Regions from separate parts of the Sus scrofa genome. Here regions 2, 3 and 4 are each linked to region 1. Evidence: chromatin contacts called from public promoter capture Hi-C data. All regions are on one chromosome and are shown on one strand. The core of a region is the stretch at or near the end of the contact, and the rest is flanking DNA. Distances in the headings are between cores, read along the strand shown.

The links. Promoter capture Hi-C pulls out the DNA fragments that hold promoters and counts their contacts.
Region 2: a contact with region 1 is called in a promoter capture Hi-C map of fetal liver, with 5 times the contacts expected there. The contact joins the promoter of HEY2 here to the promoter of RNF146 in region 1. A contact is called at or near these places in 1 of 5 promoter capture datasets (fetal liver) and 1 of 2 datasets of contacts at active chromatin or transcription factors (alveolar macrophages).
Region 3: a contact with region 1 is called in a promoter capture Hi-C map of liver, with 6 times the contacts expected there. The contact joins the promoter of HINT3 here to the promoter of RNF146 in region 1. A contact is called at or near these places in 1 of 5 promoter capture datasets (liver), 1 of 47 Hi-C or Micro-C datasets (liver) and 1 of 2 datasets of contacts at active chromatin or transcription factors (alveolar macrophages).
Region 4: a contact with region 1 is called in a promoter capture Hi-C map of liver, with 5 times the contacts expected there. The contact joins the promoter of TRMT11 here to the promoter of RNF146 in region 1. A contact is called at or near these places in 3 of 5 promoter capture datasets (fetal liver, fetal skeletal muscle and liver) and 2 of 2 datasets of contacts at active chromatin or transcription factors (alveolar macrophages and skeletal muscle).

Annotation. Positions count from the first base shown.
Region 1 is chr1:35,923,413-35,931,069 of Sscrofa11.1, reverse strand. RNF146 (E3 ubiquitin-protein ligase RNF146) reads left to right here and starts at 4,063. Exons shown (of 4, transcript XM_021088514.1): 1 at 4,063-4,170. It overlaps LOC110260186 (a long non-coding RNA gene), which reads right to left and starts at 4,052. Exons shown (of 2, transcript XR_002343011.1): 1 at 3,960-4,052; 2 at 3,659-3,871.
Region 2 is chr1:37,227,194-37,234,850 of Sscrofa11.1, reverse strand. It overlaps HEY2 (hes related family bHLH transcription factor with YRPW motif 2), which reads left to right and starts at 3,530. Exons shown (of 5, transcript NM_001243329.1): 1 at 3,530-3,757; 2 at 5,684-5,762; 3 at 5,891-5,974. The coding sequence starts at 3,675. It overlaps LOC110260189 (a long non-coding RNA gene), which reads right to left and starts at 3,186. Exons shown (of 5, transcript XR_002343031.1): 1 at 2,844-3,186.
Region 3 is chr1:37,019,469-37,027,125 of Sscrofa11.1, reverse strand. HINT3 (histidine triad nucleotide-binding protein 3) reads left to right here and starts at 2,923. Exons shown (of 5, transcript XM_001928728.4): 1 at 2,923-3,405. The coding sequence starts at 3,205.
Region 4 is chr1:36,998,308-37,005,964 of Sscrofa11.1, reverse strand. TRMT11 (tRNA (guanine(10)-N2)-methyltransferase homolog) reads left to right here and starts at 3,886. Exons shown (of 13, transcript XM_013992581.2): 1 at 3,886-4,031. The coding sequence starts at 3,960.

The sequences.
Region 1 (7,657 bases), core at 2,814-5,313:
CTCATGGATCCTAGTCAGATTCGTTTCCTCTGAGCCATGACGGGAACTCCTATAAAGAAGTTCTACTGGAGATCTGTTTCATTGTTGACTGTTTTAGGTGAGTTCTCCTGTTGGTTTGACTGGGGGTGGGAAAAAAAAAAAAAAAAAAAAGAAGTTCTACTAGGAGTTCCCCTCGTGGCTCAGAGGAAGTGCACCCGACTAGTATCCATGAGGATGTGGGTTTGATCTCTGGCCTGGCTCAGTGGGTTAAGGATCCGGTGTTGCCATGAGCTGTGGTATTGTTTGCAGATGTAGCTCTGTTCCCGCCTTGCTCTGGCTGTAGCATAGGCTGGCAGCTGCAGCTCAGATTTGACCCCTAGCCTGGGGAACTTCCATATGCCACATGTGCATAAAAAGCAAAAAAAAAAAAAAGAAAAGAAAAAGAAATTCTACCAAAAAAGTATATATATAACTTGATTACTGTAAGTACAATATCAAATGGTAGGACAGAGACCAAGCTATGTAGCAGCTCTTGAAGCAAAATCTTCAGCTGAAAGACTGCTTTCCAAAATTTCCCCTTGGATTTATTTTTATCATCTGCTAGCTATAATCACTGGTGCATTCCTGAATCTGGTTTGTTCTGTTTCCAGAAACATTAGAAAGTTGTGTCCACAGTGATTAGATGATTGCTGGCATGTGGGAAGAAATCTAGCTTAGGGTTGGTGCATGAAACTGTCCCAGACTATTCTGGACTATTCTAGAACTATATCTCCAAACTTTTTGGTGTCAGGACCACTTTATACTCTTAAAAATTAGAAAAGGCTCAAAAGAATTGTTATTTATAGATGTTAACCCACTAATATTTACCAAACTAAAACTGAGAACTGTTTGAAATATTTAATTTGTTAAATTCATAAAATTAATACATCAATTAAAATTAATTCATAAAAATAATCACATTAATGTTAAGCACATAAATATTTTCTGAAAAATAACTATATTTTTCAAAACAAAGTTAACTTGGAAGTATTATTTTATGTTTTTTTTTGGGGGGGTTTGCTTTTTAGGGATGCACCTGCGGCATATGGAGGTTCCCAGGCTAGGGGTCAAATCGGAGCTGTTGCTGCTGGCCTACATCACAGCCACAGCAACGCAGGATCTGAGCAGCATCTTCGACCTACACCACAGCTCGTGGCAATGCCGAATCCTTAACCCACTAAGCAAGGCCAGGGATGGAATCTGCGTCCTCATGGGATGCTAGTCAGATTCGTTAACCACTGAGCCACGACGGGAACTCCCAGTATTATTTTATGTTTTGCAAATCTATTTAATAGCTGGCCTAATTAATATGGCCAAATTCTAAAATCTGTCTCTACATTCAATCTCTTGGTATATCATGCATCATGTAGTCTCTGGAAAACTCCACTGTACTAAAAAGAAAGAGGGAAAAATGGCAGGGGGTGGGGGACAAAGAAGCTAAAGTCTTTGTAGGTATTATTATCCAAATCATTTTTACCTCTGGGATCTTCTAAATGGATCTCAAGGACCCGCAGGGAACACAATGAAACACTCCGAAAACAACTGCCCTAGACTTGCTACATCAATGGCTTTCAAAACATTTTCCACTGTAACACATGTTTTCTCATGCACGTTTTCATAGATGCTTTCAGATACTAACTAAACAGAAAGAATATTTGATTATTCAACTAAAAATTAACATCAAACATTTTTATATCTTGGGAGAATAGTATGGGAAGGAGGGGGTGCCTGGAGGAGATGTGTGGTATTCACAAACACATTTTATATGCTTTTAGGAAATAGGCAGTAAGTTATGATTTTTTTCCTCCTTTTTTTTTTTTTTTTTTCTTTTTGGGGCTGCCCATGTGGCCTATGGAAGTTCCTAGTCTAGGGGTCAAATCAGAGCTGCAGCTGCCAGCCTATGCCACAGCCACAGTAATGCAGGATCCAAGCCAAGTCTGTGACCTACACCATAGTTCACGGCAACACCCAACCCTTAACCCACTGACCGAGGTCAGGAATCAAACCTGAATCCTCATGGAGATTAGGTGGTTCATCATCGAGCCACAATGGCAACACCCAGGCAGTAGGTTATGATCAAAGAGCAATTCCTAGCAGTCTGTTGTTAACTCCTGTATCTTTGAAAACAGAATGCCAATGACAGTAACATTATTACAAAGATGACTTGAATCTGTTAGGCTCCGATTTATTTCTTTAAGTAAACCATTTGGAAGTTTGGGTGTTTTAACAATTACTGGAAACCAATTGCTTTTCAGACAATTCTGTCAATATGGAGAGGTGCACTCCTCTCTCATAGAGAGAAGCTCATCCTATCTTCCAGGTGGCCGTTGCAGTGGGGTGCATAACATTCCATACACTTGATTTTCCTCTTTTTGTATAAATTGCTGACAAATAACATTTTTATTCATTTCTATATTATTTAGTAAACAAAGGTATGTGCACATATTCAATCATTCAGGATATTTACAGAGAGTCTCTCTGTGTCAGATACTATTATGGAAGTTGGAATACAAAATAGAACACAAAATCTTGACACTGAGAGATTTATATTCCAGTGTGGAGAAACACACAATAAAGTTAAATAACGTAAGTCATCCCCTACATTGTGCTAAGTATTAAAGAGAAAAAGGGGAGGAAAGTCAGAAATGTTGGGAATGTGGAAATGTCATGATTTAAAATAGAGTGTCAAAGAAAGGCCTGAGTGAAAAGATGGCATTTGAGCCCAGGGGGAGGAAGCCACTATCAGGAAGAGCGTTCCAAGCAGGAGAAACACTGCAGAGACTGAGGTTGAGAAGGTATGTAGAGTCTTCTTTGAACACGAAGCTAAGCAAACAGTTTGTGAAGTCAAGGAGGTAATGGAGGGGAGTCGCCATTGTTAAGGACTTTGTTTTTGGCTTTGTTCTGGGAAGCCACGGGAGACTTCGAACAGAGATGTAGTATGATCTGACTGTTTTTGTTTTTTGTTTTTTTTTTAAGTTTACTCTGCCCTCTGGGTTAGTAATAGAATCAAAGGAAAGCAAAGACAGAGGCAAGAAAACCAGTCCCTGGGCCATTGCAATAATCCAAACGAGAGATAATGTAGATTGTAGTCAGATGTTCAATGTGTTTTGAAGAGCCAACAGATTCTTTGCAAAGTGAATATGAGACGTAAGAGAAAGAGAGAAATTAAAGATAGGTTTGACTAAGGAAAGATGGAGCTATTCACTGAAATGACTAAGATTATGGGGTCTGGCTGAGAGTGAGAAGCCTGAAAGGGCATTTTAGTGGGATTCCTGTTAATTCCATTCTTGCACTCTGATGGAGAGATATGCAGATAGATAGGTAGACAGAAAGAATAAAAGAAAATGTACATATTTCCCCACATATTTCTACATATATAAGAATGCTGAACATTTCCCAACCTTGAATAACCAGCTAATGAGAGGTCAAAATGCAACAGCATTGCAACTAAGAAGATACTGGCAAGAAATGTCGAAATAGATATTCTTTTAAAGATAAAAGGCATGCTCTTCTACATTTTTCATTTTACGACTAAGAAAATACAATCAGTTCTTCCAGCTTCCTATGACCTAGTCTAAGAAAAAGAGGCCCCAAAGGAAAGATTGCTCAACCACTCAGACGAATAAACTTCCTAGAGGACTTTTTAAAAAAATTATTTATTTATTTTTGGAAAAAGAACAAGCAGTTTTGCCAAGAACTCATCACCCCCACATCCAGTTAGGCACCCAAGGGTTTCTTCTGGGTCTCGAAGTTGGGTTTCTCAGCAGCACCACCTGCTGGTCCAGCATGTTACTGCCTCGGCCCCAAATCTCTCCGGTGGTCCTTCGTCCTTTCAGAGTTCTTCAGCACCTAACTACAAGAAAAGCAAAATATAAAGCAGTCAAAAAGATCCAAGCAGCAAAACTGCAAGGCCCGGAAGGTAGCATAAGGGAGGAACGAACCCTGCGGAAAGCTTCAGGGCTCGCACTTGGGGAAATAAGCCGGGGCGGGGCTGGCGCGAGCTCCCCGGTGCGCGGCGCTGCTTCCGCCTCGCGCGGCCCCGCCCCCCGCGACGCGACCAGCGGTCACGTGACGGCCGCGCGCGTCCCCGGCCGCTGCGGGATCCGAGGCCGAAGAGAAAGGACTGCAAGGCGGCCGGCTGTGGCCAGAGAGGTGGGAGTCGGGACGGAAACCCTCGCGGGGGGTTAGGGTAAAAGTCAGCCACTCTGGGATCCTAACTCGGGGAGACTAGTGATAGCTCGCGGTGTCACTTCCAACCGCGACGCACTCCGGGTCTGCCCTGCGCCTCGGGCCTGAGAGGGGCGGCGGCGGGGTCAGGGGCCGGTACGTGGGTGGACGCCCTTGGGCCGGCGCGGCCGCGGCTGTTGCGCCGAGGCAGGATGGGACAGCTCATCGCTTCCCGCCGCCCCCACCTTGGCCGCTGTCACAGGCAGGAAGACAGTGACGAGCTCTGCGTTGCCCGCGGCTGCCGCAGCCCCTGCCCTGGGCGACCGCCGGTAGCTGGTCACAGCCGGGGTGCGAGAGGCGGAGCAGCGGCCATTACTGCGCAGCCTCTTCCTTGTCGCTGCCTCTGGTGGCAGCCAGGTCCCTCTCTCTCCTCAGCGGTGGTGTCAGACTCCTACCCGAGGACTTTATGGCTTTAAGATTTAGGGGCGGCCATGGTTTGAGGGGTATCCTACTTCCTGTTTCCCATGCAGAGGCCTCTACCCGGGCCTTGGGTCAGGGCGTATAGTTCCTGCATTTTGTCTTTTTCTGGAGCATGTTTGGCTTCTTTTTCTTCTCTCTTTCCCTCCTTCTCCTGCTGAGTTTCTGGGTCTTGCCTAATACGACAAGCAGTTCCTTGCCTTATCCTGGTTAAGCCCAGCGCTGTTACTAAAGCATCGGAACTGTTAAGACATCTCTCAGTACCCGTTGGGCCTCCAAAACCTTAGTACATTTTAAAAGCGGAGGCTGTTGCTTTGTTCTTCTGGTTGCTGGGTGCGGAATTCTCTCCCTACCCCCCATCCTGTCTGAAAGAGTACGAGTTTTCCATTGTTGTTCTATTTTATTTTCCTTGGGCATCTAGAGAAAGGCAGAAAAATTGTTTTGAGTTTACATACACAACTGGCAACTAGATCTTTTTTTCCTTGATATCTCTTTTAGTATATTTTTATTTCTTTTCCCTAAGTGCCATTTTAGTAAGCACTTCTCAAGTTTCCAAAGTACGAATATCTTGTTCAGTAATATTTTTGTAATATTCAAACTGTGGAATTGAGAAAAGCTATCCAGGAAATGATAGAAAAACGGTTTGTCTTTGTATGATTGACATTTCAGGTGCCCCGGTGGACCCCTTCCCCTGCGATGTGTGTACTTATAAAACAAGATGTGAAAGTATGACATTCGCATTGAAAGCAGTATGTACTTAAAGAAACTGGAAGACTTAAGACTTTTCGGGTTTTTTTAATAAGGAAATCTGTATTTAGACTTTTTAAAAGACATAGCATATAGGACAGAGGAAGACATTGACCTACACAAATAACAGGATTTATGATGTTGGCTTTGCTGTTTTGTGAGCAGCAAATGTTTGTATTGAGTGTCTGGTGCTTTAAAAGCACATGAAAATAGGTCAAGTAAATCTAATTTTAAAGGGAAAACAGAAAGAAAAACAACTCTAGGAATAGATTTCGGATGTTTGTTTTAAGTTGTACACCTTAAATTGGAGCATTTGGTTAAGCCCAGTCTTTGATTTAGAATTTATGCTTCAAATGGGCCAATGTAAGTAGTGGGCAAAATGAAAATAATAGTAAACATTCGTGGGATTTTGATATCTACTGATTAAAAACTTGGTAGAATTGTAATCATCAGGAAAACAAACTTTTTTTCTATTAGCTGATCATAAGACAAGAGGAAGAAAAGAAGAAATGGGTTGGGGGGAGTTTTTTTAGAGGACGTATGTCAACTGGTAAAGTATTTTGTTTCAGTTTTCATCAACTTGAATTAACAGAAGCAGGGGGCAGTTTTTTTTTTATTTATTTTTTATTTTTTTGAAGGATCTAAAAATTATTTCTTGACTTAATAGAAGAAAAGATAGTATTAAATCTTTTCACAATATTGGCTTGCTTAGAGAATATTGTTTTATGAGTTAGCAGTTTACTAGCATGAAACACCTGACACACTGTTGAGTATTTGAAATGCTTTTTCCCCCCAATGTTGGTAACAGCAGACACTGAACCCTTTCCATTCTCTTGCCTGGTTTCTGATTGAGCCTGAATTTATGCAACCAGCTGGATTAGAAACAGTCTTTGTGAATATAGATACCACCTTTATTTACATTCTGCTACCTGCACTTATTTATGGACTGTTTAGTGTTCATGGCTTATTACTTTCTGGGTTAATTAAAATAAAACCTGTTGTTAAATGGCTGTTAGTTAAAGTATTTAGGACTATGGAAGTGTGGAGTAGGGTGAAATAACTAAGACATGGAGTTTTGACTTGACCAAGGTTACACAGATAATTGGCAGCAGAGCCTTTCTTATTTACAAAATGGTTTCAGTCTGTGCAGCTTCTGTTTGATGTGATTAAAAGACAGCATTTGTTCACATTCACCTTTAATGTTTTGTTCAAATGCAAAGCCCACGTTTTGGTATGGAAATGTAAAGGTTTAATGCTTATGTATGAAGGTTGTGAAGCCCAGAGATTGCCATACAGTGATTTTTTTTTTTACAAGTGTTATGGAGCGATGGAAATAATTCTTTAAATTCCTTAAAGTATTGGACCCCTTTTAGTTGAAATGAGTTCTGTCTGAAGACTTTTGTTTCACAGTATGACGTATGCTTTCTGTAAGCTGAGTTTTAACAGAAGATGAGAAGGAAAACTGAAAATGCAGACTTTAAGGCATTTAGTTACATCGCTCAATTTGGGGCTCTTAAGAAATATAAAGATGAATTTGCTACATTATACGTGATCTCTCTCTCTCTCTGTCCCTTCTTTTACTGGTCCTTGCTTTTTTTTTTTTTTTTTTTTCAATTTTTTCTTTTTGGACTTTGTACACCAAAAGTTGTAAGGTTTGTAGAATTTTTCTATTCTATCACTGAGGTCTTTTATATAGAACAGTCTGTTTTATGTATTTTGAGTAAAGTAAGGACTTTTTATTAAACGTTAGCTGTTAATAATTGGAAAAATACTGAAAATCTTCAAATCTTTATAACTTGTTATTTTAACTGTTATATGCTTATCTTTTTCCTTGATTAGTTCTTTTAAAAGATAATAACTTATTTGAATCTATAATCTAAAAAAAATAATCTTGGTTTTCTGTAACTGACTTGAAAAATGGAATTGTAATTAATCCTAGATATTTTCAGAGAAAGTAACAGTAGGTAAAAATAATAGGAGTGTGAATTCATTGAGTGGCCACAAATTATAAATAATACAGTGTTACTTCATTTTCATGTATACTTATTTAATTAGTTGAGTGGGTAAATGATTTAAATTCACTGATAATCTCTAAAACCTTATATGTTTTAGAATTTAGTCTGCCATTTTTCTTTAGAATTATTAAGAGGCAGAATTATCTGGTTTGAAGTCTCTTCTCTTTTTATGTTAGCTTCCCAATAGGTTGTTTCTGTATAAACTGCCCCTTAAGAAGCAGCCTTAACCTATT
Region 2 (7,657 bases), core at 2,281-4,780, 1.3 Mb before region 1:
ACATTTTTAAAAACTGGTGTCATGCCTTGGTGACTTTCTAAGGAACCCAAAGACTCAAGTCGCCAACACTTTTTAAGTAACTGTAAGCAGCGTCTCAAAGGATTCAGAGAAGCAACAAATAACAAAGTGTGACCGTTAATCCTGAAAAATCAGTGCTCTAATGAGGAAAAAGCAGACAAGAATTTAAAAAAAAAAAAAAATCCCGGTTCCTTCCAAAAATGCCACAAGGAGAGGTTTAAAATGCTGCAAAGTAATCATGTCATTCATTTATGCAACAAAACTCAAATTTCATGGGACAAGATACGACCGGGTCAAGATGGTCAAGATGGCCAGATACACAGGTGCAAAAACTGTAACTTTACATTAAATGGGTGCAGGAAGAGTTGGGGAGGAGGATGGGCACCACTCAGTTTGATGTTTCCAGATCTCGACATTTGACATGTCACTCTCATGTCAAAAGTGAGTTAAATCGCACGAGGACAAAACGGGGATGAGAGGACCAGATTCAGGAAGGCATCTGTCTTCCTTCCTCCATTTCCTTTAGATCTTTCTGGACTTCCTTCCTAATGGCAGTTCAGGAAAATGGTTTGCAGGAAAGTTCTCCGTATCTTTTGGTCTAAGTATCTCTTACAAATCTTTGAAAAGGAAAGAATTGTGGTTTGCTCTGCACGCGGACGTCTTTTCTTCTGCCTGGGCTCTTACTAAGCCTCCAACCAACTTTCGATGAAAAGAACGTCTGGGGGGCGAGGAAACTTGAAATCCCGCGGTTTTCTCATTCTCTTTTCTTTTTCTCCGCAGAAGCCAACCCTACACCTCGCTCCCCTACCCCTGACAATCAACCACTGTTTTTAGGTATGCTGGGACATTTTACAGAGTTTCCTCCGTTTCTCCCTCCCGAGAAGCACTTTCAGTCTTAGATAAGTCGCCTGACTAGGGGATAGATAAATGGGATATTTGAGCGGAATTAAAGACCTATTAAAAAACCCCATGCTGCCTAATTGCGATTAAGTATTTTGGAGATAAGTGAGCATATTATTGTTTTGGCAGTGTTCAAAACGCCGAGGTCTTTTGCCTTTTGCATTCTTGTCCAACAGACGTATATAGCACTTGCCACGTACCACTGTTCTAAACACTTTAAAAACATATTCTCTAAGCTATATTAAATCCGTGTGTGCTTTTCGGACGTCCCTGCCATCTTTTTCTTTATTACATGGTACGGTGGTTAAGTCTTAAAAGACAAATATGGAAAATTTTTAACCAGTTGCTACTTTATTGCAAGCAAACCATTTCCCTCTTCGCAATTTTTTCCCGCAAGTATTGAATTAAATACACTAGTACAGTGAGAAAGAACTCGACTTTTTTTTTTTTTTTTTTTTTTTTTTCCTTTCCGGTGAAGATCTTAGAATTTACCCCAGGCGTCTGGAATCGCCAGTGGCCAAGGTTAACTGCACCTGTAGGCATTCAGAAAAATGCGCCGCCTTTGAGGAAACTTTTTGAGGAAAGTTACGAAAGCTGAGCTCGCGCCAGGCCTGAAGCGACGTGTCCCCCGTGGCCCGAGGGGACTAGCCTCCTGCGCATCCTCCGCAGAGGTGGGACCCGCAATTTGCGCGCGTCGGGCACATCCCTCTCCGGGCTATGAACCGGGAGCCGATCGGCGCCGGGGGATGTCGCAGCCGATGTGGCGCGAACCCGCTCAGCTCTGCGCAGCAGGCTCTGGTAGCCCGGGCTGCAGTGAGGCAAAGGCCTGGAGACCTGCTCGGGCCGGACACCTGCCCCAAGGCCCACGGCAGAGCTGGGGGGTCACCTCCCCCCGCAGCCCGGAGCTGACCCAGTCCAGTCCCACTAGGCCCCGCCCGGCCCCGCCGACTGTGTGCTTGGCCCGGTGTTAAGTTTCAGAAGTCAGGATGAAACGGTTCGGGTTTCTGTTCACACTGTTATTGCAGGCGCCGCGGTGGGAACAACACAAAAGAGGCGAGGGCGTGTGGGGAAGGGGTTTTGTGGTTTAACAAGGGCTTAACACGCGGGCTACAGGTCCTTCCCGCTCTCCCCTGGCCCACCCCCGCCCGGACCGGTGTATTTAAGTCCTTCCTCTTCTCTCCGCCCTGCGCCGCTCTTGTCCGGGGAGAGAATGTAATGTCAGAAGGACGCCCTAAGCAGATCCCCAATAAAATAAGAATCGTCTGTGGCGTGGGGTCGTGGTGAATATTGATAGACGCCTCTCTCTGACGGTTTTCCGCACTAAGCACAGAGCTGTCCCAGGGCAAAGAGTGGAGTCTCGGGCTCGACCGCGACCAAGCCGGTGAGCGCAGACCGCTACCGCGGCGCCCGGGCTGGCAAACCGACCCGGGCTGCCCTCACAGAGATACAGCGGCGTAGGCGGTTCAAAACAAAAACAAAAACCCCCAAAACTCAGCATGGAGAGAAAGAACAGCTTAAAAACATGTTTTAAAAGCACATCTAGAGTTTTATACAACGCACACTGTCCAATGCACTAAAAACTGGACACGAATTTTTCAAGCGCGATTTTTTTTTCACTCCGGGATTCTAATTAACTCTACCGCTGCGACTACACAAACCCAGGGGTGTGGAGAACTACAATTATCTGGATAATCCAAGCCCGGAAGACTCGAACTTGAAGAACTACTAAAACTGTCCTGAAATACCCGCATCACTGCTCTAGTCCTTTCTGCCTCCAGAGTAGACAAAACTCCAGCCCACAGTCTACTCAGCGGGATCTATCATCCACAGCCCCAGTGGTTAAATGGAAAGAACTGATTCAGAGCAAATCGAAAATCGCCTGGTGGCCGGTCTCTCAGACCCTCCGACCGCCAGCGGTTAAGTACCTGGTCGGGAAAACTCACGTCCTTATCAGTTCACAGCCCAGAGGCCGCGGAAGTAGCCTTGGGAGTTGCCAGGGAGAAAAGTAACTTTGATTTAAGGTTTTCAAAAACCCCAGAGGGCAAATGTGACCGCCAGGGTCAGTCAGCAGTTTTGGTCCAGACAAGGGACAGCCGAGTGTGGCGGTTCAGTTAATCCACGACGCCTCCCGACGTCCCACACGCTCGCTCACACTCAGCCACGCGCCGGGGGTTATTAGCATACGCCTGAAACTTCGGCCGCAGAGAGCCCGGTGCGAAGGAGCGCCAAAACCTGCGGTCCAGAGCCCGCCCCACCCGGCCCGCCCCCTTCCCTCCGCGCCCGCGCCCGCGCCCACGTCCGCGCGCTTCCCTATCTAGAGTTAGCAACTTCGCGCTCACGCCCGCCGCGGCCTCTCCCAGCCCGCGCTCAGCTCTCTGGGCCCAGATGCGCGAACGCGTTCCCACGCCTCCGTCCCAGGTCCGAGGCGGGCATTGGCGAGCGCGGCCCCGCCCCTCCGCTCAAGCCAATCGCGGGCCACGCCGACCCTCAAGGAGGCGGTGCCAGACCCGGCCACGGGGGCCTGCGCGCGGAGGCGGGAGAGGGGCCCCCGCCCGCGCGGGGAGGCGTGGCTGGCGCCGGCTCTTGCGGCCGCGCTGGGCTGCGGCGTGGGAAAGAGCGGCGAGGAGCCGAGCGCGCCGCCGCGGGACCGCGCTGTCGCCGGTTCCAGGGAGGAGGCAGGCAGACCGGGAGGACGCTGCATCCACCTCGGCGTCCCTAGTTTTGGCCGGGCTGCGCTCCGCGCGGTCTGGGCCGCAATGAAGCGCCCTTGCGAGGAGACCACCTCTGAGAGCGACATGGACGAGACTATCGACGTGGGGAGCGAAAACAATTACTCGGGGTGAGCGCGGGCTCGGCGGAGCTGTCTGGAGCCCAAGGCGTCCGGGAGTTTCATGTACGAGCGGCTCCTTGGAAATCCCGAGGTTCCTCTCCGCCCAGTCCTAGCCGAGGGGGGAAGCTTTTGCCGGAAAGACTGAGTGGTGGGCGCTCGCGGAGCGCGCGTTGGGGTGGGGCGAGGCATTTGGGTTTTCACTGTAGGGGTGGGGCGGAGAGGACTCTGGACGCGGCCGAAAGAGTGCAGGAGTTGGCGAAGGAGGGTCCTCGGCTGTCAGCGTTGGGCGCGCGGACTGGCACGTCCGGGAGACACCGAAATTGTCTTTAGAAACATTTTCAAAATAAGCCAGACGAAGATTTTTAAAATTGATTTTTTTAAAAAAGGGACCGAAAGATGGCTTGCTTTTTGGAGAAATTAAAGCAAGTTGCTATGTTAAGGATAAGTAGGTTGAGATTTCCAGGTTGATCCTCTGTGACTTGGCTGACGGGAGAGTGGGTGACAGATGGAAGGATCGTTTCGGGCATCATCTTTGCTTGTTCTTAAGTCTGGAAAAAGATCGGGGTCGTGATCAGGAAAGCCAGACCTCCACTTTCCAGTGACAGAGGTTACGGAGGCGTTTTAGTGCGGAGGCGGGTCAGATGATAATTGCTTCTAATTGGCATCCCCAGAAGCACCTTAATTATTTATCTGCAGCTGTCACTCAAAGAGCAAAATTCTTTCCACCTTTGGAAAACTAGTTTTCTTTCAATATTATTATTTTAATATGTACAAACTTTAGTCTGGAATCAGCAGAAGCAAAGACACTTACATGAAACGTTGTTTGCAAAGTATCTTCTAATCATTAAAGTGTTGTGTCATCTTAAAAAATGAGATCTGAAAAACAAAAGATGTCATGTGAAAGGTGACACCAGTTGAGAAGGGGTGGGAATGAAGGGAACAGTTAATTCAGAAATAAGATCCAGAAGTGAGAAGGTGAGGTAATAAGAACCTGGTGTGTGCAACATTTCTAAAATGAAAGAGAATAACAGGAACCTGGAGAATTTGAGAACATGAAGAAGCAGTATCCATGAATTATGAAGAGAAGCAGATACAAGCTAGAAAGGATTGTAAAAATTAAAAGTGACAAGGTAGTGATTTGACTGAACTTGCAATATAAAATATTTTTCATTAGCACGCTCAAGATGGACTACAACTCTGAAAGGTTTAAGCTTAGATTGAAGGCTGAGAAATACTCAGAGTTTTATTTTCAAAGTAAAACTTTCACCTAGTAGTTCATCTAATTTACTTTTTCTATCAGTGGCGTATTTAATTTGGGGGCATTCTTTTGAAAGATTAGTATAGAAAACATTGAATTTGTCATTTTTTTCTCCTGTATGACTAATTGAAGTTTTGAAATAGTAGGGTAACTTCTGTTTATTTTAAAGATTGCATCTAGGGACAACACATTGACATGGGATGACTGTATATCTGTTTGATAGTGGTGCTGAACATGGCCTTTATTTTAAAATAGCTTTGCTTTGTTCAGTGGGTCTGCCCAGATGGAGGAGGAGGGATGCTATTAGAGATTATTTGACTTTTAAGAAACATTTATGAGGGAAACTAGAAAGTGCTAATGCCTAATTTCTCACCCCGACTGCCAATAATTATTTCACTGGGAGACTTAATAAAAGTTTAGGGACATTGTTGCCAGTGGATTTGGCATCTGGATTACTCATTAAAATTGAAAGGAAAAAAGGCATGATTCCTACCTGAAAAGAGATAAAAGGGTTGAAAGCAAAGTCTGTTAAGAGCAAGAATGAAGAATAAAAAAACACTGACCAAGAATAAAAAAAAAACTGACCTAAACTAATCTGAATGTTTAATGCATGCCATCAAGCCCCCAAAAGAAACAACTGTCAACGCAGCACCTGACAGACTTTTCTTATTTCATAGGCAAAGTACTAGCTCTGTGATTAGATCGAATTCTCCAACAACGACATCTCAGATTATGGCAAGAAAGAAAAGGAGAGGGGTATGTGATTTTTTTTTTATTTCATTTAATCTAGCCTAATGTGTAGCAGTTGTATTTTTCCATTATGAGTAATTTTATCACATGTGTATTCACAAAGTTTTGTTGTTGTTTTGCTTTTCGGGGAATAGATAATAGAGAAAAGGCGTCGAGATCGGATAAATAACAGTTTATCTGAGTTGAGACGACTGGTGCCAACCGCTTTTGAAAAACAAGTAAGCTGCCCCCACCCCTGACCACCCCACCAAAGAGCTGAAAAAATCTGATTCTCTCATCTGGGAATGTGGGTTCTTGTTAAAGCTCATTAAAATAATGGTGTATGTGCCCTGATCTGGCACAGAGCAGCTATTTCAATAAAATGCTTTGTTGTGGCAAAACTATTAAAAACATAATCCATCATGAAGTTGAAAAACATTTCCATTCTCTAGCTTATTTCCCCCTTAAGGGTAACATGTTCATGCTTTCTCTGTTCTTTCTATGAATACCAGTAGTGGTTTTGTTTAAAAAACCGAGCTGTATGTAGTACTTATTTAAAAAAAAAAAAAAAAAAGATATCATATGTGAAGTTTCATTTTTGTCTCAAACTGTTAAAAGAAAAAGTAAGCTTTTTGTCTAAAAAAAAAAAACCAAAGCCAACGAAGTGATATCTCTATCTCTATTTTCTAAGTAATAATACTAACAAAATTTGTTTACTGAACTACTTAGTTTCGTTTTTAATCCTTGGGTTAATAGAATGATGTTTGATTTGAGGCAGCTTTGTGCAAATTTTGTAAAAATCAAGCTAGCTATACATTTCCCTTTTCGGAATTCAAGTATGTCTTTACAAAAAAAAGAAAAAGAAAGAAAGATTTTGCACACTTAGGTGGGAAGCCAGATGTTTAAATCTTCCTTTATCATTTTGGAAAAATTGTGTTTTTCCTCCTGCCTCAAGGGCTGATGGTCAGATTTCTAAGAGCATCTTTCAAAGACTGTGACATCATACCCTTTTGAAAATGCTTTCAATTAAATTCAAATAGGGTATACGACAGCAGTTGTTTGTTTATTCCAATTTGTTGTTTACTTCATGAACCGCAAACACTATAAAGCAAACCCTACAAAGCCCTTGGAAATTATCCAGAAACTGCAGTTTTATTATTACTCACTTTTGCTGAAACTACTGTACATCTTCATGGAAAAACTGAACATTGAGGCAAGTACAAGATGCCATATGCTATCGATTTCGAAGGGAGAAAAGGCACCCCTTCTATATACTGAAATTGTCTTTGATAAGCTAAATGTAACATGCAAATTGCGGTTTTGATTACTAGCATTTCTCATGACAACAGACTAAAGATAAAAATATCAGTAATCAATGATATTTTTACTTTGAGTACTGAAGCATCAACAGTTGTGAGAAACAGTTTGGTGATTTTTTTTTTTTCCTTGGTTTGTTAGATTTTTTTTTTTCTCTTAAAATGTCAACTTAAAACAAACCTTAAAAGCAAACCTCAGTTGTTTGGCAGTTTGTTACCATAAACACAGGCTTTCCCATTTGCTGAGCTTGGCGACCAACCCTAGCGAGCTGGCCCTGTCACAATATGATTAGAAGACTGTTCTTTCGAGCACTTTAAATAACTCTGGCACCCTCACCAGGTACTGGGTGCTGGAAATTTTCACAAAAAAAGGAAAGCATAGGAACCTGAAATAAACTTCAGTTTCCTTTTCAAAAAAAAAAAAAAATTAAAAAACTGATTTAATTACTTAGCTCTACCAAGAAATTAGAAGCCATACATATCCACAGTTTGAGGTGGCACATTTGTGTTTCAGTTCGTTTCCAGAGGTAGCCTTCTTCTAAAATGGAGGGAGGGGCATAAAATATATTTCCAAGACAATTTTGTTAAGAACTATTTTAAAGAGTT
Region 3 (7,657 bases), core at 1,674-4,173, 1.1 Mb before region 1:
TAATAATTGTTAACATTCATTGACGGTTTTGTGCCAAGCGGCCAGGCTTTAGTTCTCACAAAAAAAGTTTGCATTAGGCATTATTATTATCCTCACTGTATACATGAAGAAATAGAAAGCCTCAGCAGAAAGAGATGAAAACTTAGCCAGGTCTTCACAGATGATAAGCTATGTGGCTGTCTAACCCCAAGGCATGCTCTGAAGCAGGGCTGCTACTAGCCCATACAGTGCCCTTTGGCAATTAGAAAACAGTGCTAAACAGCACTCCATTTTGCAAATAAAATTTAAAGTTAGTTTCTTGTCACACAACCCAAATGACTATTTCCAAGGGGCTCTATCCAGAAAAACAGCTGGCAGCCACTCTACCTGTACACATACGATGCCTATACTTTTGCCTGCTTCCACACCAGGACACATACTCCACGCAATCTTTAAATACTTTTTACTGTTCCTCCTTTACTGTAGGGAACTACATCAAGTCCAAGGTTGGGGAATTGGAAGCAGGTTTTGGTGAAAGTATCAGGAAACTGGGCGAAGCAATCCCAGGTGTCACTAGGAACATGGTCAGAACAGGTACACCTCATGCAGGTGTGTGGCAGTATACAGATGAATGGTTTCCTGAGTATGTGTGTGTGTCCATATGCAGCCAATGTGGGTTTTTGTACGAGTCAACTTTCCACTGCTCCAGAACTTGGCCAAGAGGTCTGGAATCTCCAGGCCTGTCTGTGCTTTTATATATATTAATACATGTCTTACGATGTCAATTAGGACATTCTTAATTGTGATGTTCTTGTACAGTGGACAACCTGAATACTCCTATGCAGCTGCCTTACTCCTAATCAGTCTTTGGTTCATTAGACAACTACATGGAAAGCACTGTACTAGGTGCTACAGGAGATGCTAAGAACTTGCTCTTTTTATCAAGGAACATAATTTCCAGTAAGAAAAATATGCACACAAAGAGTATACATTACAAAGTGATAAGTTCTGTAAGAAAAGTATTGAAAAATTGCTAAGTGAATTCACAAGAGGAAATGTTTCAGTTTGATTAAGTAAAGAAAATTTCATGAAGGAGGAAACACTTGAGGAGTGGCTTGGAAGATGGAATTTGGATGTGCAGAAAGAGAAGAAAGCATATTTCAGAGGGGAGAGTGTAGATAAAAGCAGAAAGAAGTGAAAGTGTGCTACACACACGGAAACATTGGATGCTTAAGTTGAGCAAAGTAATGTACTGATTCTGAATCCTGCCTTGGACTCCTGAAGGACTATGAAGCTGTTACAGTGCTTTTCCAAAATACTGGCAAAATATAAAAAGACTGACAAATGTCTTAAACACATATTACAACTAATTTAAAAACACATTAGTGCTTTTGATTAATATAACATAAATTCCTTCAAAAACGCTACTGAATTCATAATAGAACACTGTTATATACTTTCTAAATCAATAAATACCAAGTGTAGAACTACTATGATGAGCTAGTCTAAGAAAGTTTGCAGTGTTAATAAAAGGAATCCCGTGTTCAAAAGGCTGATGAATTCTGTAGTTACACAAACCCTTATCTGAATTCCATCGCTACCAATAATTATTGTATGGTATTAGACAAATCTTTCAAGTTTGTTTCTTCATCTCTGTAGCAGGAATTATAAAACCAACCTTACTTGTTCTGATAGAGAAAATCATGGCATGTTTTAGGCATTCAGAAAATGCTAAGTATTACAAAATGAAAAGCTGAGGTTAAATCAGAGTCCACCTTGAATGTCAAGCTAAGGAGCTGGTACTTTTTCAGGCTAGATAGTTACTGCAGGTGAGAGGGATTGGACCTGGGACCCTTTGTTGCAGTGCTTATACCTGGACAAAACTTCTCCCCAAACATTTCCTGAGCAACAAACTACAAAGAAACTATAAGGGACTAAAAACAACTGTGCCTCTACCGCTGGGGCAAATTGTAAAAAAAACAATAAACAAAAAGACCAAAAACCCAACTGCCACCTCTGAGGTAAAGGGAGCAAAAGCAGGTTATTGTGCAAGACGGCTACACAAAGCACCACTAAAGGGATGGGAAGACCACGTGAGCCATCCTTCTGGCCAGACTCATGTATTCACCCCTATCCTCATCACATTTAAGGAACCAGCTTGCCCTGTGCACCCCAGGGAGCATGCAAGGAAACCTGTTTCTTGTTTTCCCTCTCTGGTGCACTATAGCACAGCCCCAGTAAAGTCATGCCCGAATTTCTTATCTGGCCTCTTAGCAATTTCTACTGAGTGAGGAGTCCAGGAACCCAGGTTGGAAACACAGGATTTTTGTCCAAGTGGCAGAAAAATCAAGGAGGGAAAAGAGTCTGAAAGATATTGCAGTTGTCCAAGTGAGGCAAAAAAAAAGCACTCGCAGTGAATTTCTGGAATATTTCGGACTATAAACTATAGGATTCCGAATTTCCTGGGTATGAAGAATGAGATTAAAGCCCACTATTTTGATCTAGTTGGTGCTGTTTACAACAACAGAAGACCAATGCCCTAACCTGGGAAATTCCATAAGTCGTAGCTACGGCCCTTAAAAAAAAAAAAAAAAAGGCAAAGACAGAGGTGACGTTCAGTTTCATATTTTGAGCTTAGCACCCAAAATTATCCTGGCTGAAAATGCATAAACAAAGCTTCAAATATGATCTGAGTTGAAACAAAGTTCTGGAAATTTTGTTCATTCTCTTAAATCCTAAGTTTTAAAAAACTTTTTCTTACGACATCATAATTCACTCCGGGACACCTTATACGTTACAGGGTTCTGCGAAACGACGCTGAAAACTGCCAAGTTCCTTCTGGACCCAGGATACCGCGCGCCGGTGCGGTCACTGTGACGTGCGGCGCGAGTCTGCGTTTTGGGGGACGTCGTGCGCTGTTACCAGGGAGACGCAAGGGGCGGGGCGACTGCCGCCAAGGCCTCCGGCTCCTGCCGGTCGCGCCCTCTCACGCCCCCTCGTGGTTGCTGGCGTGTGGGCCACAGCCTATGGCTTTGCAGCTCCGCCGAGAGTCGCTCTAGCTCTGGCGTCAGCCTCCAACTGCGCGGGCGCCCAACGCGCTGACTCGCCAAGCGCCAGGCTAGAGGCGACGCCTCGAGGTGAAATCGAGGAGGTGCAGGAGGGGAACTCTACGTGGGCCCCGCTGTCCGGGAGAAGCCTGAGGCTTTGAGCCGCGCGGGGGCAGAGATGGCGGAGGAGTGGGAAGGCGATTTTGCGAAGTCATGTGCACGCCTTGAAGCAGCAGCGACTGCAGACACCTCGGGGTCTCCAGCGGGGACCACCACGGTCGCCGCAGAGTCATCGGAGCGCGAGGGCTACAGTAGAAAGTGCGTGTTCTGCCGGATCGCGGGGCAGCAGGAACCCGGCACGGAACTCCTGTACTGTGAGGTGGGCGGCAACGCGCGACTGGGCGTGGGTGGGGGCCTGATCGCTCCTGGGGACTCCGCCAGGAGGGCCTCGATGGGGGGGATCGGGTGGGAGGGTCCTATGTAAATGAAGCGGGGGGCGCCCGGGTGTTCTAGTGTTCGCGACGGAGTTGCTTCTCTAGGGGCGGGGAGGGTCACCTGCGGCCTCTTTGCTGTTCTTAGGGGAGAACATGTAGTGATAATTGGTAGAAAATAGCACGTATGGCCTCATTTTATTAAAGGGTTCTCTCCCTCCCAGTCTCTCCTTTTTAGATATTGCTTTTACGTTATGCACTCTTAATACTGATACTGAAGATAAAACTAGTAGAAAATAGATAATGGTAATCGTGAAAAGTCTGTTAGATTGATTGAAAATAGGCTGGCAGGAGCGGGTCCACTATTAGTACGAACTGCTACTTAGTAATGATTTCCACTAAAGGGTCCAGTGCTTTAGAAGTGTTATTAATTGGAATGTATGGACATTTTCAGAGCATTAAGACTTTACCCAGGTATTTTATGTATGTATGTATGTATTTATTTATTTAGTCTTTTCGACTTTTCTAGGGCCGCTCCCGCTGCATATGGAGGTTCCCAGGCTAGGGGTCTAATCAGAGCTGTAGCTGCCAAGCCTATGCCAGAGCCACAGCAACACGGGATCAGAGCCGTGTCTGCGACCTACACCACAGCTCATGGTAACGCCGGATCCTTAACCCACTGAGCAAGGCTAGGGATGGAACCCGCAACCTCATGGTTCCTAGTCAGATTCGTTAACCACTGTGCCACGATGGGAACTCCCCAAATATTTTAAAACACATATCTGTTAGTCACTTTCTTCTACCAACTCTGCTTACCTTTGAAGAAACAGTCTTTTGAGAGAATCAGCTCCAGAGTCTGGTCTTGTTTTGTTTTTGAAGTAAACATTCATTCACTTGTTTTTGTTTTATTTTATCCTTTTTTTTTTTTTTTTTTTTTGGCCATGGCATAGCACTCGGAAGTTCCCAGGTCAGGATAAACCCAAGGTTGCGGTGACAACACTGAGTCCTTAACTGCTAGTCCACCAGAGAACTCCCATTCACTTGTTAAAAGTAAATTGAATTCCTTCCAAGCACTGTTGGAGATTCAGTGGTGAGCAAGGTAAAGGATAGTCCCTGTCTAGATTTTATAATCTAAAGGGTGGAATGAATACAGACAGAGGAGGCAGCTGATTCCAGTGCCCTGTGCTGTGGTGAAATAGTTTTACCACCTGTACTATTTTGCAAGGCTCCCCTGTGGAGGGGTACCTGACCCAGATTTGAAGGGTTGGGGAAGGTTTTCCAGAGGAAGTGAGGCATGAAAAAATAAATAGGTATTGGCCAGGTGAGGAGGAGGAGAGAAGTTCCCTCTAAGAGGACCTCAAGTGGTTTGGTTTCTGCTATAGGAGAACAGAAAGAAATTCAGTCTAACTGGAGCATAAAGTTTGCGGGGATGAGTCATGAAAGACGAGGCTGGAGAGGTAGGCAAGGGGCCATATTATTAAGGATATTGTAATTCATGTTAAGGAGTTTTGGCTTTATTTGAAGAGTGAAGAGAAGCTCTACAGTAGAATGTTTAATGCTACCATTCATGCTGGGTGGGAAGGAAGAGGATGAGGAGTTACAAGAAAGGGATTGCTCTTTGAAAGATCATCTGGCACTATTGTGGAGAATGATTTGGAGAGGACCAATCTGAAGGCATGGAGTTTGGTTATGAGGCTTTTCAAGTAATCCACCTTGATGACGGCCTGAAATAAAGAATAATAATAGAATGTAGTGGGATGAAGAAAAGGGCATCAATTTAAGGATATTTAGGAGTCTGACACTGGCAAGATCTGCATTTCCAGCCTAGACTATAGGAACTGCCAGTTTATAGATTGAAATTGAAAAGAGGAGAATTAATGAGACCACCTAGGAGTATATGTGGAGTAAGATGTGAAAGGACCCCTACACTGAACTCTAAAGAACACTAGCAACATAAGAGAGAGGCAGAGGATCTGAAAAGGGGACGAAGAAATAGAGGGGAAACTATGTCAAGAAGATAGGAATTGGTAACTGTTTGAGCCTTCCCAAATCCTCCAATCAGGGTTAGGTAGCTCTCCACTCTGCTTACAGAGAGGCCAAGCTAGATTAGAACTGGTTTTGTCCCCAGAATGATGGTCACTGACCTTTAGGAAAGCAGTTGTGGTGCAATCATGAGCAGAAAGCAGATTGTAGTTGATAAGAACTTGGAGGATGAAAAATTGAAGGCAGCAAATATAGACAACTTTTGAAGGAAGTTTAGCACTCTTGGGGAGAAGGGAAGTGGAGTGTTAACTATAGGACGAAGTGGGTTAAGAGAAAGCGTTTAAAAACAGTGAAAACTGGTGTGTTTAAATGCTGATGGGAAGGTGCCAATGGAGAGAGGTTTAAAATGGTTCAGGGTGGTAGAGCTTTGTCCCTGGGAAAGAGGAAACCCAGCCACTCATCCATTATTCAATATTTGAATAGGTGCCTTTTGTGTACCAGGCACTGTTGGAGACACTGGGACACAGCAGTAAATAAAATGTGCAGAAATCCCTGTCCTCATGGAGCTTACATTCTACTTACAGGAAATAGATAACAAATGAAACACATAATAAGTGAAATTCGTAGTTTATTAGATGGTGAACAATAAAAATGGGAGGAATTCCCATCATGGCTCAGTGGTTAACAAACCAGACTAGTATCCATGAAGATGCAGTTTCAACCCCTGGCCCCACTCAGGGAGTTAAGGATCCCGCATTGTTGTGAGCTGTGTAGGTTGCAGACGTGGCTCCGATCCCGTGTTGCTGTGGCTCTGGCGTAGGCTTGGCAGCTATAGCTCCGATTCAACCCCTAGCCTGGGGACCTCCATATGCGGTGGGTGCAGGCCTAAAAAAAGACAAAAGACCAAAAATAAACAAAAAAAAAAAAAAAGAGAGAGAGAAAGAGAAAAGGGATGCAATTTAAAATTTTTAATCTCGAAAAGCTGCACTAAGAAGATGGCACTTGAATGAAGCCCTGAAGGAGGCGAAGAAGCCAAGTGTATGGTTAATTTTAAAGTGAAAAAGTTTGAAGTAGCACCTCTGGAGGCAAAGGAGAGAGCATCAGGGAAATAAGGATTCTGGTGCAGTGATGAGGATCAGCTGAGGTTGAGAATGCTCGGCCGTGTGATTTTTTTTCCTCCCCTCCGGCAGCAGCTGAAGTCTAGTTTTAGATAAGGTCAGCAGGTGTATCAGGGTTGGAGTCCAGCCGTGTAGTTGTTACTGAAGTGTGGTGGGGCCAAGATAAGAATTTATGGCCAGAGAAAGAGTGACTAGAAGAAAATGAGAACAGAGAGCAGCTGACAGGGAGAAAGGCTACAGATATCAGTTGTTTGTCTGTAAAAGAGGCATCTGCTGAGCTGATCCATAGAGTCAGAAGGGACTGAGCTCTGCCTCTTCATTCATTCCTTATTTTACGAAATTTAAAATGAAGAGGGAGTTCCCATCACGGCGCAGTGGTTAACCACTCTGACTAGGAACCATGGGGTTGCAGGTTCAATCCCTGGCCTTGCTTAGTGGGTTAGGGATCCGGCGTTGCCGTGAGCTGTGGTGTAGGTCACAGACGCAGCTCGGATTTGGCATTGCTGTGGCTCTGATGTGGGCCAGGGGCTACAGCTCCAATTCGACCCCTATCCTGGGAACCTCCATATGCCTTGGGAGCAGGCTTAGAAAAGACAAAAAATAAAATAAAGTGAAGAAAGCAAGAGGTCAGGTGAGTTTTCTCACCTCACAGTGTTCAGTGTTCCTTAGATTCTTGGAAACGGAATTTATTTATTTATTTTTTTTTTTATTTTTAGGGCTGCACCCTTGGCAAATGGAAGTTCCCAGGCTAAGGGTCTAACTGGAGCTACAGCTGCTGGCCTACACCAAGCTACGTCTTCAACCTACACTGCAGCACATGGCAACACCGGATCCTTAACCAACTGAGTGAGGCCAGGGATGGAACCGACATCCTCATGGATACTAGTTGAGTTCTTTACCACTGAGCTACAATGGGAACTCCAGAAACTGCTTTTAAATTTCACATGCTCTAGTACTAATGTTGAAGAAAAGTAATAGAAAATAGATACCAGTAGCTGTGGAAAGCTTTGTCTAAAAACAGTCATCAGTGGAGTTCCCATCATGGCACAGCAGAAAAGAATCCGACTAGGAACCATGAGGTTGCAGGTTCGATCCCTGG
Region 4 (7,657 bases), core at 2,637-5,136, 1.1 Mb before region 1:
TATGTAGAAAATCTGAATCAGTTAAAAAACTGCTGAAACTAATAAGCAATTATAGCCAATTGCAGGATACAAAGTTAGTGTGCAAAAGTCAATTGCTTTCCTATATACCAGCACATTGGAATTACCTGAGGAGTTTTTAAAAATACAAGGCCTGGAATCTATCCCAAGAGATTCAATTTAATTTGTCTGGGATGTGACCTGAACACAGGTGTTTTTAAAAGCTCCTGGAGTTCCCGTTGTGCGTCAGCTATAACCAACCCCACTAGTATCCACGAGGATGCGGGTTCAATCCTGACCTCGCTTAGTGGGTTAAGGATCCAGTGTTGCCACGAGGATGAACAAATGGAATTTAAAATTATAAACACAGTACCAATGTGCTGCTAAATTTAAGAACCTGTGACCTATGGGAATTGAATAAAACTCTCCTTTGCGCCCTATTTTAGTAGATACTCAGGAAAATCCCTTTTATGGGACTTGTGGCTATCTATACTATATATAATTATTTTCCTACTCATGGGAAGCAACTAGGATCAAGAGATGGTGATTATTTGCAATTGTGCTTAAACAAGAATTTGTTTATTTTTTTCCTAGGAAAGCTATATGCCTACTGTGAGATTGTCAGTATTTGCAAACAACTTGTCAAAAGCCTTTATTTAGAAACCATATTTGCTTCTTATATTTTAGGGAGAGAAAGTAGGAAAGAGGAAAAGAGAAAGGATGAAAGATCTAACTCAAATGAAGCAAGTGCACTGTGAACTTATCCCTAGTACACAAGTGTTGCCCAAGAGAAGTAATAAATGGCATTCCATTCAAAGATGTGCAAAGCTGCCTAAGCTACAAAGTTAAAGCCTGGAGCTTTTATTTAATAAGTTTCTAGAATGGTCTTCAGTATCTTCAATCTTTTTTTATTTTTTATTTTTGATTATTAGTATGGATTTTAACTAGTGACAACAAACTTCAAACCAGAGACAAAATTTGGAATGGTTAGTTAAATTTGAACACTGGGGAGTTCCCATCGTGGCTCAGTGGTTAACGAATCCAACTAGGAACCATGAGGTTGTAGATTCGATCCCTGGCCTTGCTCAGTGGGTTAAGGATCCAGCGTTGCCATAAGCTGTGGTGTAGGTTGCAGACGTGGACCGGATCCCGTGTTGCTGTGGCTCTGGTGTAGGCCAGTGGCTACAGCTCCGACTGTACCCCTAGCCTGGGAACCTCCATATGCCACGGGAGCGGCCCAAGAAATGGCAAAAACACACACACACACACAAAATTTTGAACACTGGCCATTTAGGGCACAACATTTTCACCGTTTTACTCTAAGACCATGGTATAGTATCTTCAATCTTAATGAAGATAATTCAGGAAGAAGAGAAGAGAGAAAAAAACACTAGCTGCTCTCAGGAAACAAACCTGACAAGATGGGACTCTGAGTCATCAGTTCAAACTTAAGTAACTGCAATGGGTTTAAGTATAACTCGGCTCCTTGAGGTCAAATTTCCAACAAACAAGATCTCCAGAAGTGAAGAAACGTAGATCTCATCCTCTGGTCAGAAGAAGCACCAGAACAAACCGGAAGCCCTAATTGCAAACTAGAGCAACTAATTTGCCTCAGGTGAAGCAGTATCTGTGCATTAAAAAAAAAATTAAAAATGTGAAGGGAAACAGGCTGGAACTTCATCCTTCTCTTCTGATCATCCTTAAAATCTGATGCTGCCACAATTCAAATAATCAAAAGCCATACATTTCCAGGCAGATGGAGTTAGGCTAGAGGAGAACAACTCTCCCCAATCTCAGCAACTGCATGAAATAGGAACAGTTTTCCAAAAGGAGCCTAAACTAGGGCCTGCTAAAATTAGAGATGCCTTTCTTCTTTGGGCCAGCCCTTAATTTCATTCTTCTGTTTGCAGTGAGATTTAGACTGCAAGATACCAAAAATGGTTTCAATCTTTTACTCCATTTCCAACACAAGGCCAATAAGACCTTTCCTCATGAACCTTAGCTCAAAGGATCTTATGTGAAAAATCAGTAAAACTTGAATTCATCTGGGTTCTCCTAGGTCCTGTATTCTCAGTTGCTATCTCTGCACAACATCATATCAATCCAGCCATGAAAATGAGCACCTCTTTGATACCCCCTAAAAAGTTGTCCCATCAAAATCTCATGTGGGTTTGGTAATTCTGACAAGTTTTGGATGGGGCACATCAACCCTGCACATCCTTTCCCTAACATTGCATTTGTTCTCTGCCTACCTTGACCCCTCTTCTCAAAAGAGTTAATAACCTTTTCATGTGTCAGAGAGTACTTTTATTCCCCCTCTCTGAAGCCTTGGGGCCAAGAGACATATATGCTCCTCAGAGACTCACTTGACTCAAGGGGACTTATCAAGACATCTTTCCTGGGAGTTCCTGTCATGGTGCAGTGAGTTAAGAATATGACTGTACCAGCTCAGGTTGCTGCAGAGGGGGTAGGGTCCAATTCCCAGCCTTGTGCTGCAGCTTAGAAGGATCTGCCCTTACCACAGCTGAGGTGTAGCTTGCAGCTATGGCTCAGATTCAATCCCTGGCCCCGGGAACCTACATATGCCTCAGGTGTAGCCATTTAAAAAACAAAACAAAACAGAAAAAAGACATCTATCCTAACAAAAGTAGAGGGCTTGTTAAGAGGAATTCTCATGGAGGTTAAGAGAAGAAAAATCTCCTTAAATGCTATTTATTGCCCCATACACTATATTAAACACCTTACGTACATTGAGGGAGGCAGTATTATTCCATCTCAGATAAAACAGGCTAAAAGAAGCAAAGAAATCTGCTTGAGAGCATACCAGATAGTAATTAGTGGAACTTAAAGTTTGAACCCAAGACTGACAACAGCCTATGCTAGTAATCACGACTAGAAAGCAGTAACTATGATCCTGACACTTGATGCGGGGAAAATGCAGAATACTTACTCTTGTGCTTTGTATGATATGTGGAATGCAAAAGATAAAAGGTCTCAAAAGCACGAAGGACTTAGTACTTTCAAAAGCAGCAACATAGATATAGAATACGCAAATTGTTAAAATTTATTAACTGTCTGCTACTATGAAATCTGTACTGGTGTTAATAGTTAGAAGCAACTTCCATCATGGAACATAATAATACAGTTGGCTGCGGACTGGTCATGGGAATCTAACAACACAAGCTAATAAGCACAGTTGACCCTTGAACAAGGCAGGCAGTGGGTGAGGGGAATTAGGAACATCCATCCTCTGCAAAGTTAAAAATCTGTGTATAACTTTAGGGTTGGCCCTTCAGTTTCTAATCTTGTAGTACTATAGCACCACTCGCTGAAAAAAAGTCACATACAATTGTACCCGGAGCAGTTCAAACCTCTGTTGTTCAAGGATCAATTGTACTTACTCTGAGGTGGACACTGCTTTGTTTTCTGTGAGGCACAAAATGAATCTTAAGAGATCTCTTTCCTCAAGAGCGCACTCTAATTGGCTTACAAGGCACATATCCTTGAAAGCTATTGCAAGAATACAAGAAGTATACCAAATGTTAAATGAGTGGTCCAGCTAAGTCAGCCCCCAAAGCCTAGAGTGTTTAGAGAGGTCTGCACGGAAAAAAAGTGAAATTTTAGTTAAGTTTTTAAGAACCAGGAGTTGAAGAACTGCGGGAAAAGTAGTACATTCCAGGTGTGCGAACTAAAAACTGGCTCACCGCACCTTGCTCCTGAATACAACACAGATCCTCACTCCAACACGTGGTACATCGTGATCTTTAGCAGAAAGCACCTGGCAGGCAACACAACCATTCCGGGAGTCTCGGGGCTCAAGACCCTTACGGAGGAACTTCAGGACAGCGTCCAACCCCCCCACTTCCGCTTCCGGCTCCTCAGGCTCCGCCTCAGCGGAAATGGTGTAGGGGAACAAGGGGTAAGGCCCCGCGGGCCGCGCCGGCGCACCGTGGGTCGGTGCCATGGCGCTGCCGAGTTCCTTGAACAGGTATTTGCTGCTCATGGCACAGGAGCACCTGGAATTCCGCCTACCGGTGAGTCCTCCACCGCTTTCAGCGGAAGAGGACGGCGCGGTTGGGGTTGGCGTGGGGGTGGAGGCAACCAGCTCATCCTGAGCCCGCAGGGATAGGGGGTGTCTGTGCTTGCGGGAACATCAGGAGTTCCCGCAGTCCTTGGGCCCCGGGACAGATCTGATCTCGGCGGAGGATGTGTAAGAGAGAAGTCCGAGACAGCCTCTCTCAGCCTTACTAAGCATTTTCATTCACTCCCCTGCCCAGGTGCCGGGCAGTGGAGTTAGGCAGGTAAAAATGACCCGTCCTCTTCCTGGAGGAATTCTTAGTCAAGCGGAGAATAGAGACAGCAGACAGAAATCCTCCGGGTAGTGTTTCAAGTATCGAATATTCGGGTCAGATTTAGTGGGGGTGGGAGTGGTGGTGGTGGTGGGTGATAGAGTTAGATGATGGAAAAGTTGAGGAAAGTGTTTTATTTTTTGATTCTGGAAACGTTTTCAGAGTACTTGTTATCGAATGTGCTGGGCCCTGAGGATATAACGGTGACCATGTTTGCCTTAAAGGAGTTTACTGTTTAGGCTAAGGGGTGAGCAGGTGCATAAACATAGCATTATGAAATAACGTTGGTAAACGCAGTGATATATGCAGGAAAATGTCAGAGCATATAGAAGGGAAATCTGATCCACCTGAGGGGGGGAGTGTTGGTCATTAAGATGGCTCCCAGGAGGATATGGCACTTGAACTGTAATCTAAAAGATGAGTAGGAGTTAGCTAGGCCAAAGAGAGACATAAGTAAAATAGAATTACAAGCTGTTCATTATTATTGGATTACCAAATATGTAGCAAGGGATTACAAGAAGAGAGCAGGAGAGGAGGGTAGTGTTCAGAAAATGCAGAACTTTAAATACTCTGGAGCTTGGAAGGGGACTTTATTGAAAAATTTTCAAGGAAGTGACAGAATCAGATTTTTTTAAAAAATCACTTTGGCAGCAAAATAGAGGATAGATTGGAGAAGAATAAGGAGTTAGGAATCTGTTGAAATAGTCTTATTAATAGATTAGGAAGGCCTGAACTAGGACAAGGGATAAGAGGATGGGATCGACTGGGGAAATATTTAGGTGATAAGTCATAAGGGCTTTATGATTGATTGAATGTTGAGGGAAGAGGGACCAGTCAAGGGTGATTGCTGGGATGGATATAAGGGTATTTCTATTTAAAATAGAGGGTACAGGCAGGTGTAAGATTTAAATTTTGGCTATGCTGAATTTGATATGCTGGTGTAGCATCAAATGGAGATGACCAGGAGGCACCGAATGTGAGTATGTGTAGATCTTAGAGTCTCATGGACAGGTAAATAACCTGCATATTCTGCATATGAACACTAGGAGAGAAAATTAAGTTAATCAGAGAAAGCCTAGTGTCAGAAGAGTGGTTGGGCCAAATACAGGTACTTGGAACCATTGATATTAAGGGGACATGGGCAGAGGAGATCATCAAGAAAATAGGCAAGTGTCAGAATAGGAAGTGGGTGAGACCATAGAAATCAAGAGAGTCAAGTTTTAGGATTTTGCTAGAGCTGATGTGCAGTTTTAGTGGGGAGAAGCCAGGTTTCTTGGGTTAGTGGTGGCTGGAAAACGAGGGGAGATAGATTACTTTTTAACATAAGAAGGGAAAGTAAGATTGGTTAATAATTTGAGGGGGACCTAGGGAGAATCTATATCCCTCTTGTAGAAATTGGCTTGTTTGTAGGCTGGAAGGGAAAGGGAAAATGGATATAAGGACATGGTGGGGGGTGTTGATCTTTCAATAGAAGGGGAGCATGGGGGGAGGAGAGCTAGGATGGGTGTGGGTAGCTATCCAAGGGCCTGTTTTCTGGGTAATGAATGAGTCAGGGTTATTTCTTGAGAGATGGGGGACCAAGCAGCTGAATGGAAAAATTGAGAAAAATAGTAAAACTTGAAATAATCATTGAACAAAAGAGGGAGTGAAGAGCTAAACAATTGAATAAAGAAGAACTCAGGTGTTAGAGCAATGCTGAAAACCCAGCTTTGGGTGAAGAGCATATATTTGTAATTGTGCCAAGATTTTGTGATTTTCTTCAGTTTTGTTCAACTCCATGGCCTTAGGAGTTTTGAAGGAAGATTGTGGCATTGATTCAGGACTAATGTCCTGCTAGGGAGGTGCATTGGCAAGGTGGGGGTGCAGGGACATAGATTTTCATGGAGGAAGTAATATTTTAATTAGATCTTAGTTGATGAAGGAGATATTCTGGGGATGAAAAAGACTGGAAAGCCCACTTCAGTAAGAAACTAAAACGAGCATAGAGGCACAGGTTGATTATGGTGGTTTGGGGTGTGGGATGTGTGAGAGAGGAGGATGAAGTAACAGGCAGTAAGGCTAGAGAGGTAGGTAGGATCCAGATTTTGGAGTGTTTTGAAACCATTGGGAGGAATTTTGATTTTATTTTTGTCTTTTTAGGGCTGCGTCCGAGGCACATGGAGGTTCCCAAGCTAGGGGTTGAACTGGAACTGTAGCTGCCAGTCTGTACCACAGCTCATGGCAATGCCAGATTCTTTAACCACTGAACAAGGCCAGGTTTGAACCCACATCCTCATGGTTACTAGTCAGGTTCATTACTGCCAAACCACAATGAGAACTTTGGATTTTATTTTAGGTTTAATGGGGAGGGGGCATTGACTTTTTTTTTTTTTTTCTTTTCAAGTCAGGAAGTAACAAGATTTTTTTTTTCTTTTAAATCAGGAAATGACTAGCAATCATTTGTGTTTTAGAAAGATAATTCTCGAGTACCAGAGAGAGGATACCACTTAGAGGATACTGAGGTGGAACTAGAGAGAAGCCAAGGAGTGTAAGTGCCTATATTTAGGCAATGCAGGGAGAATGGAGTGGTTAGGCTGCAGTCTTCAAAATAACATTCTTAATACTTGCTGATTTTACCTGTTTCTTCCTTCTTAAATTCTTCTTAATAAGTGTCTTTCCCTTGTGCCAGTTCAGTCTCCCAAAAGCTCAGTTCTCTTTTATGTCTTTGATGTCCCAAGGCTGGAACTCTAGTCTGGCATTCCAGACCCACAATTTTCTCCTCTGCACCCTCCTACCCCTTTTCACCACACTTGGTGCAGCAAAAATTGATTCCCCATTATTCCCTCAATTTTGCCCTCTTAATTTGGGTCTTTCCTATCCCAGTCTTCAATCTATTGATTTTTTATAGTCAGTATTCATTTAGATTTATCCACATACTTGTTTATGTTATATTCTTTTTTTTTTTTTTTTTTTGTCTTTTTGTCTTTCTAGGGCCACACCCACGGCATATAGTGGTTCCCAGGCTAGGGGTGGAATTGGAGCTACAGCTGCCGACCTACACCACAGCCACAGCAATGCTAGATCTGAGCTGGGTCTGCAACCTACACCACAGCTCATGGCAACACCAGATCCTTGACACACTGAGCGAGGCCAGGGATCAAAGCCACAACTTCATGGTTCCCAGTCAGATTTGTTTCCGCTGAGCCACGATGGGAATACCTATGTTCATATTTTTTACTTGATTCTTTTTCAAATGTGCAGTTTCCTTTTTTTCATCTTCCCAAATCCTTAATTTTGTCTTTTATCCTCTTCAGTAGACGAAGCACAGTTAT